3 separate regions of the Rattus norvegicus genome follow, and all the other regions are linked to region 3. A link is a contact called in public Hi-C data. All regions are on one chromosome and are shown on one strand. Each heading gives the region's core, a stretch centred on a gene start, on an enhancer-like site or on the middle of the called end of the contact. The rest is flanking DNA. Distances are from core to core; before and after follow the strand shown. Region 1 overlaps Myo1e (myosin IE). Region 2 overlaps Fam81a (family with sequence similarity 81, member A). Region 3 holds the start of Myo1e (myosin IE).

Region 1 (2,930 bases), core at 199-2,698, 110 kb before region 3:
ATTGTCTTGTTTATGTTCAAAGCACAAAAATAATTTCTGTCAAAGGGTGCATTGCTTAGACGATAAAAGAGAGATAGAAAAGCCCATTTTTCAGGATATGGGAAGAGTTCCCGAGACTGGAATCAGGGCACTTACAAATCGGCTGGAGTTGTTGTTGCGGACTGTCTTGGCATTCCCGAAGGCCTCCAGGAGTGGGTTGGACTGAAGGATGATGTCCTTGACATGCTATTGTGGCAGACAAGAGACGGGTTAGGAAAATAATGGATGCTTAGCACACGATGTCAAAGTCAACTTTCCCCAACGTCCCACTTTCTGAATATTAAAAGGTAAGAAGTTCCAGTCATGTATGTGTCCTAGGACATTTCTGGAGAATTCATTTTGGTTTTGCCTTGTTTTATTGAGACAGGATTTTACAATGTAGCCCTGTATGGCCTGAATCTCACTGTGTAGAGCAGGCTGGCCTTAAACTCACAGAGATAGATCTGCCCCTGTCTTCCAAATGCTGGGATTAAAGACACGCATTCCTATGCCCAGCTGTTTTTTGGAAAGAGAGTGACATGTGTTTCCGGCTAGCATCAAACCTGATATGTAGCTGAAGATGGTTTTGAACCCTAGATCCTCCTGCCTCTACTTCCCAAGACCTGAGACTACAGGCCTGTGCCACGACGTGTGGCTTATCCAATGCTGGGGGTCAACACCAGGGCTTTGTGCCCACCAGTCAAGTATGCTATCAACTGAGCTACCATTCCTGACGATAATGTATTCTTGCATGACCACAGACCTAAGCCTACTTGTATAACCAGGTTTCCCAACCCTTATGGTTTGAAACAGGATCCCAAAGCCGAGGGGCTACCAGGAACCCAGAATCTACACAACATGGGATTGGGTTTGCATTCTCCTTGCTGTGACCCCCTCCTGCACGTCTGGGCCTGTTGGTGATCACAGGGAGGGGGAAAGAGAAGCATGAAGAAGTCTCTTTGCATCTTGCATTCTCTGTTGCATCCTCCCCAACTGTTCCACTTGCCACCGTAGAGGCAAGACTTATCGAGACGGCAGTGACCCATCTTCTCCTCTCCAAACTTCTATAGAAACATGATCTGTGTGCCTACTACTTTAACTGTGCCCCAATCACCCGGGGATGACTGTGTGTCCAGCTAAAATGCAGAGGTAGGCAGGGTTAGTAGGTCTAGAGCAAGGTCTGGGAATCTGTATTTCAAAGCAACCCCTGCTCCTAGCGAGCTTTTGAACCAACTCCCTGAAAGCAGCCCTGAGTTACTGCTGCATCTTCTAGCATGAATTCACACTCAGGGCAGCCTGGAGAAGCACCAGATCATGGGACGTAGCTATGGGCCAACAACAGGAGAAGAATTTAGTATGAACACTCCAGTCCTGCACCAGGCTTAAAAGTGTGCAAAACACGTCACAGGCATGAGGCCTCTCAGCTGATAGGAGTTGGTGCTGAGAGAGGACTTTGGACAGTGACTCACTCCTTGTACGTCTAATTATTCACATGCTATGGTTAAATGTGTTCCAGAAATAACAAGTCTCCTGGCTTGTGCTCTTGAGCTACTGACTAATTTGAAGCCAAGAGTTCTGGATCGATGTCCTCGAAGGAAAACAGGAAGGGAAAAATCAACATTAACCGTCTGCAGCTTGGCCACTGGGTCACAGGACATGGCAAATGGGACTAGATGAAGGTACTAAAACCGACTATGGGAACCAGTCACGCACTCCTATGGCACCCTTGAATGAACATCCCGGCAGAGAGAATGGCACAAGGCTTGCAGGCACCAGTGATAGTCACTAGCGCAGAGGCAGACTCTGGGTGATTCTCCCCGTCCAATCAGATTTAGCTCCGCCCCTAAACTGCCTCTCTCCTTTACAACCCAGGGCTGTACATTAACTCTGTACTTCTTTGTAAAGTAAATTTGGAATTCGTGAATCTTTGCTATTCCTTTTAATGTTCTGTTTGCAAACTAGAAATGATACACAGTTTCTCTCGGGGAGACAGAAAGAAAAGATCTCGAAGCCTTTCCCTTAAAAACAGCCTTATATTATTATTGTTGTTGTTATTAATCAACTGAAGTGCTGGGATTAAACAAACTCAGGACAATTGATTCAGGGATGGCAGGCATGCATTCTTGCTTTCCTCCCTTTTATTAATTTTTAAAAGACAGTCTCATATAGTCCAGACTGGCCTCAACCACACTACCCAGAATTCTCCATTTGTCTGCTCCACCGCCCAAGTCCTGGGATACATGCATGTAGCTACTACACTTAGCTTATGTTGGGGATGAAACCTGGGGCTCTGTGCACACTAGAGAAGTATTCATGCCCAGCCAAGAAGCTTCCTAACACTGAGCTACATGGCCAGCTCAAGAGATCAACTTAAAACCTTACGTGGGGTTCAGGCTATAGCTCAGCTGGTAAAGTGCTTACTCAGCATCCTAGGGCCCTACCACAAGTCGGGTTCCATCCCCAGCACCAAATAACATGGGCGTAGTGATGCATCCCTGAGGTAGAGATAGGAAGTTTAAGGCTGTCCTTGGCACCTCAGTAAGATAGCCATCTCCAAAACAAAGATGAAGACCAAGACATAGAAGAAGAAGAAAAGAAGGAGGAGGAAGAGGAAGAAGAGAAAGAGGAGGAGGAAGAGGAAGAAGAGAAAGTGAAGAGGAAGAGGAAGAAGATGAAGAGAGGAGGAAAAGGAAGAAGATGAAGAAGAGGAAGAGGAAGAGGAGGAAGAAGAGGAAGAAGAGGATGGAGGAGAAGGAGAAGGAGGAGGAGGAAGAAGAGGAGGAGAAGTGTGATTTCCTAGATTTTACTGAGATAGCCGCTATAGACTTGTGCTATTTGATTCTCCTATCAGTAACAAGCAACTGTGTCCCAACATTTTCCCAGCAATGTTATAAGAACAGGAATTCTGACAA
Region 2 (3,143 bases), core at 64-2,563, 99 kb after region 3:
AAAAATAAATACAATTTTTTTAGTAGACCTTGGGCTGGGTGTATACATAAGTACTATATATAAGGCTCTGTGTTCAGTCTCTAGTATAGCAAAACAAACAATAAAACAGACTGTATTTATTTATGTAGCTATGTTAGGCCCACAGCACAACAGGACAGAAAGCACCCATTCAGCCTGTGCCTTCATATATGTCTAGCATCCCCATCCCACAGCTCCCCCGAAGCCACATGCCCTCAGCCACATCCCCTGCTGGCACTCTACCTCAGAATGGTTCTGGATCTTTCAAACTACTTTGTAGCCAAAAAAGACCCAGAACTTTTGATCTTCCTTCCCCGGCCGCCAGATGCCGGGATTACAGATATGTCTGCCGCATCAGGCTTACTCTACTTAGACAGAACACAAAGCTATGCGGTACTCCACAAGCACACTGGTAACTGAACCACATCCCCACCCCGCCCCGTGCCGCTCCTGTTTCTCTGGCTACTAGAAAAGGTTGACTGTGGTAATTATTTCAAGCACCTCTTTCGTGAGCTCCTTTCCGGTTCCTTCACTCAGGGATTGAAAACCAAAGCAAAGCCTGGTTTTCCTGGCATCCAGTGCAATGGATGGTTCAGGCTCTCTAGCTTTGGGTTTCTGGGAACTGGACCTGAGACTCTGCACATGGAACAGGTCTTCTGGATGACACGTGTGTTTTCCCGAAGGCATTTGAGCACCATGGCCTTGTGCCCTTGCGGTTATCAACAACATTGGAAGAAGCCTGAGTGTTCTTCCTATTTGCTGCTGCTATTAATTAGGTGTAGTTTCCCATTGTGTGAGCCTAGAGAGAGAAAGAGAGAAAGAGGGGGGAAGGAGAGAGGGAGAGGGGGAGAGAGAGCGAGCGCTGCCAGCGCCTCTCATCAGTGGGAGAGTGCCAGAGATGAATTAGTCAGATTTGAGGTCTCCTTGCAGGAATGTGCTCAGATGAGTAACATTTTTGCCATTCATAGGTGATTGTAGCTAGTCTGCACTCTTCTTCGGAGAGCAGGTTCATTCATTGAAGAATTGGGAGCCACAGGAAATAATAGGTCTGGCAATTGCAGACTCCATTTTCAGTGGTGATAAGATGTAAGTGTCACCAAGCTGAACAAAACCAGGGAAACAGGTCCCTATATCCGTACTGGAGGTAAGGGACACTGGTCACTAGTGCCTGCCTCCTCACTAGCCCCAGTCCTTGCGCACCTGGATTGCACAGACGTGAGGGTCTGGCGGTGCCAGCATTGCCTCCAGCCAGGAAAGACAGAGTGAGGCCTTAGGAATCTGAGGAGGAGGAGCCAGGCTCACTACCTCCCTCTGTGACTGAAGGAGACATTGTGGAGGCCGCTGTGGAGGCCCACTCTTCCTCTTAGTCTTTGGCTACGACTGGCACAGCTCCCTCACCGGCCTACTGACACTTCCACCCTTGTCAGAAACACCCACTGAGCCGACAAAGAAAAGCTGCCTCGAGTCAGAGGACCCAGCAGCCATAGGAGGAGGCAAAGCCACGCCTCCCAGCAGAGGGAACCAGTGGGCCGGGAATAAAAGAGCAATTTACATATTTAGGACCTGTGAGCACACGGTAAAGCTGCTGCCATGACTTTAGAGTTTTGTGGGGCCCAGGAAAAAGTGCAAGAAACCCCAGAGAGATGACAGAGTAGGGCTGTCAGGAAGGGCAAGTCAGACCAGCGCAGGACTGGCAGGGGCTCCAGCGGGAGCGGGGGGGGGGGGGGGGGGGAGGCAATAGTAGTTACACAGGGGAGTTGAAGAAAAGAGTTAGAAAAGTTCACCAAGCTCCAGGTTGAAATGCGTTTTTAAAAGCAGAGTAGGGTTGTCGATGCTGGAAAGATGGTTCCGTGGTCCAACTTGATTCGGTTCCTAACACCCACTTCAGTGTGATCCCAATTACCTGTAACTCCAGTTCTCTCTCTCTCTCTCTCTCTCTCTCTCTCTCTCTCTCTCTCTCTCACACACACACACACACACACACACACACACACACACACACACACACGGCATAGGCTCACACACAAATCCACATAAGTAAAAATTCAAAAACTTGGTGCCTCGAAGCAAAACTTAGCATGTTAAAAACATGAAGTATCTTACTGACTTTGTCCTAAGCCAGTACAGTGAGGATTAACTAACAAAGACAGAGCCAGTGAGACGGACCAGCAGAAACAGGCATCTGCTGCCACACCTAAAAACTTCAATCTGTTTCCCCAGATCGAGAGAATCGACTTCTGAAAGCTGTTCTCTCACATCCTGCTCCGAACTAAATAAAATTTAATAAAAAAATATTTTAAAAAAAACAAATCTTAACAGCTTGAAATAAAGAAACACAATTTAAATTCTGTTTTTATTTTTTGAGACGTCTTGTGATGTAACCTTGGCTAGCTTCAGATTCAAAATCCTCCTGAGTGTTGGGATTACATATTTGTGTCACTGTGCCGGCCAACTGTAATAAATTCCGACATCCTTAGATATTCACACATCCTTAAATCAACTCTAATTAATTCCGACATCCTAGATATTCAGACATTCTTAAATCAAAGAGAAGCTCAAACTGAAATTAAAACTGTGTAAAATAAAATACCAGGAGCTGGGCATGGTGGATTATCCCTGAGATCCTCAATGCTTGAGGTTGCTCAGGCAGGAGGAGGGGAAACTGGAGGTCAGCCGTGATTACACTGTGAGCTACTGTCTCAAAAGACAAGCAAAAAAGTCTACACTCAGCTTAGGGCATAGCAGCTATTGTCCTGAAACAAAATCACTTTCATATTAAGGAAAGACAGCAAAAAAGAACAGAGTCTTCTTCTTCTTTTTTTTTTTTTTTTTTTTTTTTTTTTTGAGCTGGGGACCGAACTCAGGGCCTTGCGCTTGCTAGGCAAGTGCTCTACCACTGAGCTAAATCCCCAACCCTAAGAGCAGAGTTTTATTGCTGGTTAGGGGACCTTCAGTTGGGAGTGGTACCTCTTTCTGTGTGTCCTGGGTCTCTGCTTCTGGGTTCATCAGTGCACTGCTAAAAATAGCTCCTAATGCAGGCATATAACCAGGAGTGCAAGGCCAGCCTGATCTACACAGCAAGTTCTGGACCAGCCAGGGCTAATAGTAAGACCTTTAGTTTTAAA
Region 3 (2,950 bases), core at 29-2,528:
TTTTTTTTTAAGTTTTTAAAAAGTTTTTCTTTTCTTTTGGTCCGGGTGGACTGGCTATCTCTTCAAAATTCAATCTTTGTTTTCGTCCTTTGGTAGGAAAGCCACACCACGGCAAAGTCCAGGGGATGTGGCTAAGGTTATTGGAACTGTGAGAGGAGGGTAGTTAGGCTGGGGACTCCTCTGGGTAGTGGCAAAAGTCTCAAATGAGTTAGAGAGAGGCAGTCCATGCCATACACTCCCCCAAGTGCCAAGCGGAAAGGAACAAAACCGGGAACGTTCTCGGAGAGTTGTGGCATGTAGACCAGGGTGGCGGTCCTCTCGAGCTGGGGACCGGGTGGAGCCCTCCGCAGGAGGTGTTTACCCCACACAGGGACCCTACGGGCCTGGGCTCCCCGCCAGCGTGACTGCCCCTGCGCGCTGTCGTCACAGGGTCCCCGCAGCCCGGGCCACCGCCAGGTGCTCCGCGGTACCTGGAGCCCCTGCCTGCCTTTGTGCAGCGCTCGGCCCATCACCAGCGCAGGCGGGGCTGCCCGGGTCCTCCCCGATGCCAGGAGGGCAGCTGCGGGATCAGCCTGCCAGGGAGCTCACGCCGGTGCCTGCCCAGGGGAGAGGACCCGAGGGACACAGGCGTGCCCCTCACCTTCGCTGGAGGAGAACAGAGTCTCCAGTCCCACGACTATGCGGGTGAAAACGGACATACACACTCTCTGGCTTCAGACAGCTGGCAGCCACAACAACACTGCCACCAAAACTTTGCCGGCGCAGAAAGTCACTTCAGAGAGTTTTCCTTGCCACCCTTGGTCCCTCTTCCCGGCTAAGACCGGTTTAACTGCAAACGGCAGGAAATCAGAGCTCCAGAAGTGCATACTCCCGCGTCCACCTTCTCCACCCCCTGGCCTGGGCAGCTTGCCCAAGGTAGGTGCCCGCTCTGGAGCTTCCTGCCCTCTCCCAGGGTCAGGCGTCCTGGGACGCGGCGCAGCCAACTCACCATGGTGACTCCCGCCGCGGTCGCGCCCCCGCCGGGTCCGGCTGCCTAGGCACTAGGGTTGGAACGCGGTCTCCTGGGCGAACTTCAAAAGTTGTTCCCCTTCGCCAAAAAACAATCTCCAGACACCCAAGCACTCACAGGAGCCAATGGAAACCCAGAAGGGACTCCATCCAGGCGGGATCCAAGACTCTGGGTGAAGGCAAAACTTAGCAGACCCGGTGCACACTCCGACCTGGCGATCCCCAACTGTCTAGAGATGCACCCTGATGCGCTCTGCAGGACTGCCTGTCCAGCTGCCTTGCCTGGACCTCCTTTCCCTTAACACTTAATCCAAACTCTTCTCTGGCTCAGGCTGGGCTCGGGCCGGGCAATCTGTCCATAAATGGAGAATTCAGCACAGGCCTGACCAATCAGAGTTTGTTTTCGCAGCGTCACTCCTCAGAGAAGCCGAGGTAGCCAACAAGCGTGAAACTACAAGAGTTTCCAAAGGCCTCTGGATCTTGTAGTCCTGCGGCCTCGCTACCCTGCAGAGCACGCTGCTGTCCCATCGGTCCCCAAGGAGCCACCCCCAAACCGAAAGGATGAAAACACTTGGGGTGAGTGGGAAACCGCTCTCGTGTCTCTTCTCATTAAGGAGAAACTTAGCATCGATTTAGCTCCTACGCACAAGTCGCATGATTTTCCTAGATTCTTCTTTTTTAAAATAAGTATTTCAAAAAGTATTTATAAAAGATCACAAAGTCGCAGCCCAAAGGAAATCCTTCCTTCCTTCCTTCCTTCCTTCCTTTCTTTCTTTCCTTCTTTCTTTCTTTCTCTCTCTCTCTCTCTCTCTCTCTCTCTCTCTCTCTCTCTCTCTGGATTGTGAAGAAAGTCGAAAACATTTCCTCCACCGGTCCTTTATACCTGAATTCATTTCCTTGGGAACGGAGGAGATTGAGAGGGAGGGGGGAGGGAGGGAGGGAGGGAGGGAGAGAGAGAGAGAGAGAGAGAGAGAGAGAGAGAGAGAGAGAGAGCTTGGTCCTCTGCGGTGTCCGGTTTCAGGAAACCAGGTAGCCTAGGAGGGAGGGGAACACAGATTCCTAAACACGATGAGGGAGTCTGACTCCTAGTGAAGGGAAGCAAACTCGCAGGGCCACCACGGGGCTGCGCTCCCAGTGTCTGAGGAAGAAAAGTTCAGTAAGAAAAGTTCCAGAGCACAGAATATCTTGAGATTCGGTCGTCCCCCTTCACGTGAATCTATAGTAAAATAAAATAAAAAAAAAAAATCTTGGCTAGTTAGAGTTTTGCACTTTGTTTTAATGTGGTGCACACCTACCGAGGACTATGGCCAAACCAGGAAAAGGAGTGAATGCTGATACACCCTGCAACAGAGATGGAAGGACCCAGGAAAACTATTATGTGAAAGAGGTCAAGGTTCAAGTTCACCAGGTGCCATTCCATGTGTTCTAGCGGTGGGTAGGGAACACTGCTTAGAGGGAGTAGTAGATCTTGGCTGCTTGGGGGTGTGGAGTGTGGCCTGACAGCGGATGGAACAAAGGGGCTTTGTCTTGGGGGGTGGTCCAAGGATATCCCCTAGGTACTGATGGTGGTGGTAAAACTGACTAGACCCCAAACCACTGAATTGTAAGTTTCCAAGTAAGAATCTTATGGTATGTGAATTACATCAATTTTTTTTAAAAGGGGGGGGAGCATATGTGCACTTCGGAGGACAACTTGTGGGAGCTTGTTTTCCCTCCACCATGTTGGTCCCAGGGGTTGAACTCAGGCGGTTAGGTTTGGCAGCGAGTGCCTTTAATCACAGAGCCATCTCACAACAATTTGAAAGGAAGTCATGTTTGAATTTTTGTAACCATTTCCCGTTTGGGCAATATCTTAGTTAGGGTTTTACTGCTGTGAGCAGACACCATGACCAAACCAAGTCTTATAAAGAACAACATTAACTGGGGCTGGCTTACAGGTTCA

What was found. A called contact is a pair of places that touch in the nucleus more often than the background predicts.
Region 1: a Hi-C map of liver shows a contact between it and region 3, with 3 times the contacts expected there. The contact joins the enhancer-like site here to the promoter of Myo1e in region 3. A contact is called at or near these places in 8 of 12 Hi-C or Micro-C datasets (the A7r5 cell line, frontal cortex, hepatocytes and 4 more).
Region 2: a contact with region 3 is called in a Hi-C map of the A7r5 cell line, with 3 times the contacts expected there. The contact joins the enhancer-like site here to the promoter of Myo1e in region 3. A contact is called at or near these places in 7 of 12 Hi-C or Micro-C datasets (the A7r5 cell line, the Rat2 cell line, Schwann cells and 4 more).

What each region holds. Positions count from the first base shown.
Region 1 is chr8:79,878,724-79,881,653 of GRCr8, reverse strand. It overlaps Myo1e (myosin IE), which reads right to left. Exons shown (of 28, transcript NM_173101.2): 6 at 136-225. Among named protein-coding and RNA genes, the nearest start is that of Ccnb2, 100 kb to the left of the region's middle. Within about 2 kb of position 1,448, at least 11 of the 93 cell types and tissues checked have an H3K27ac peak or open chromatin away from gene starts, as enhancers often do. A contact at or near this core is called in the A7r5 cell line, kidney and liver, where this site is marked.
Region 2 is chr8:79,668,196-79,671,338 of GRCr8, reverse strand. All of the region lies in intron 3 of Fam81a (family with sequence similarity 81, member A), which reads left to right. Among named protein-coding and RNA genes, the nearest start is that of Fam81a, 33 kb to the left of the region's middle. Within about 2 kb of position 1,313, at least 11 of the 93 cell types and tissues checked have an H3K27ac peak or open chromatin away from gene starts, as enhancers often do. A contact at or near this core is called in the A7r5 cell line and Schwann cells, where this site is marked.
Region 3 is chr8:79,767,156-79,770,105 of GRCr8, reverse strand. Myo1e (myosin IE) reads right to left here and starts at 1,278. Exons shown (of 28, transcript NM_173101.2): 1 at 989-1,278. The coding sequence starts at 991. It also overlaps the pseudogene Rpl37a-ps11.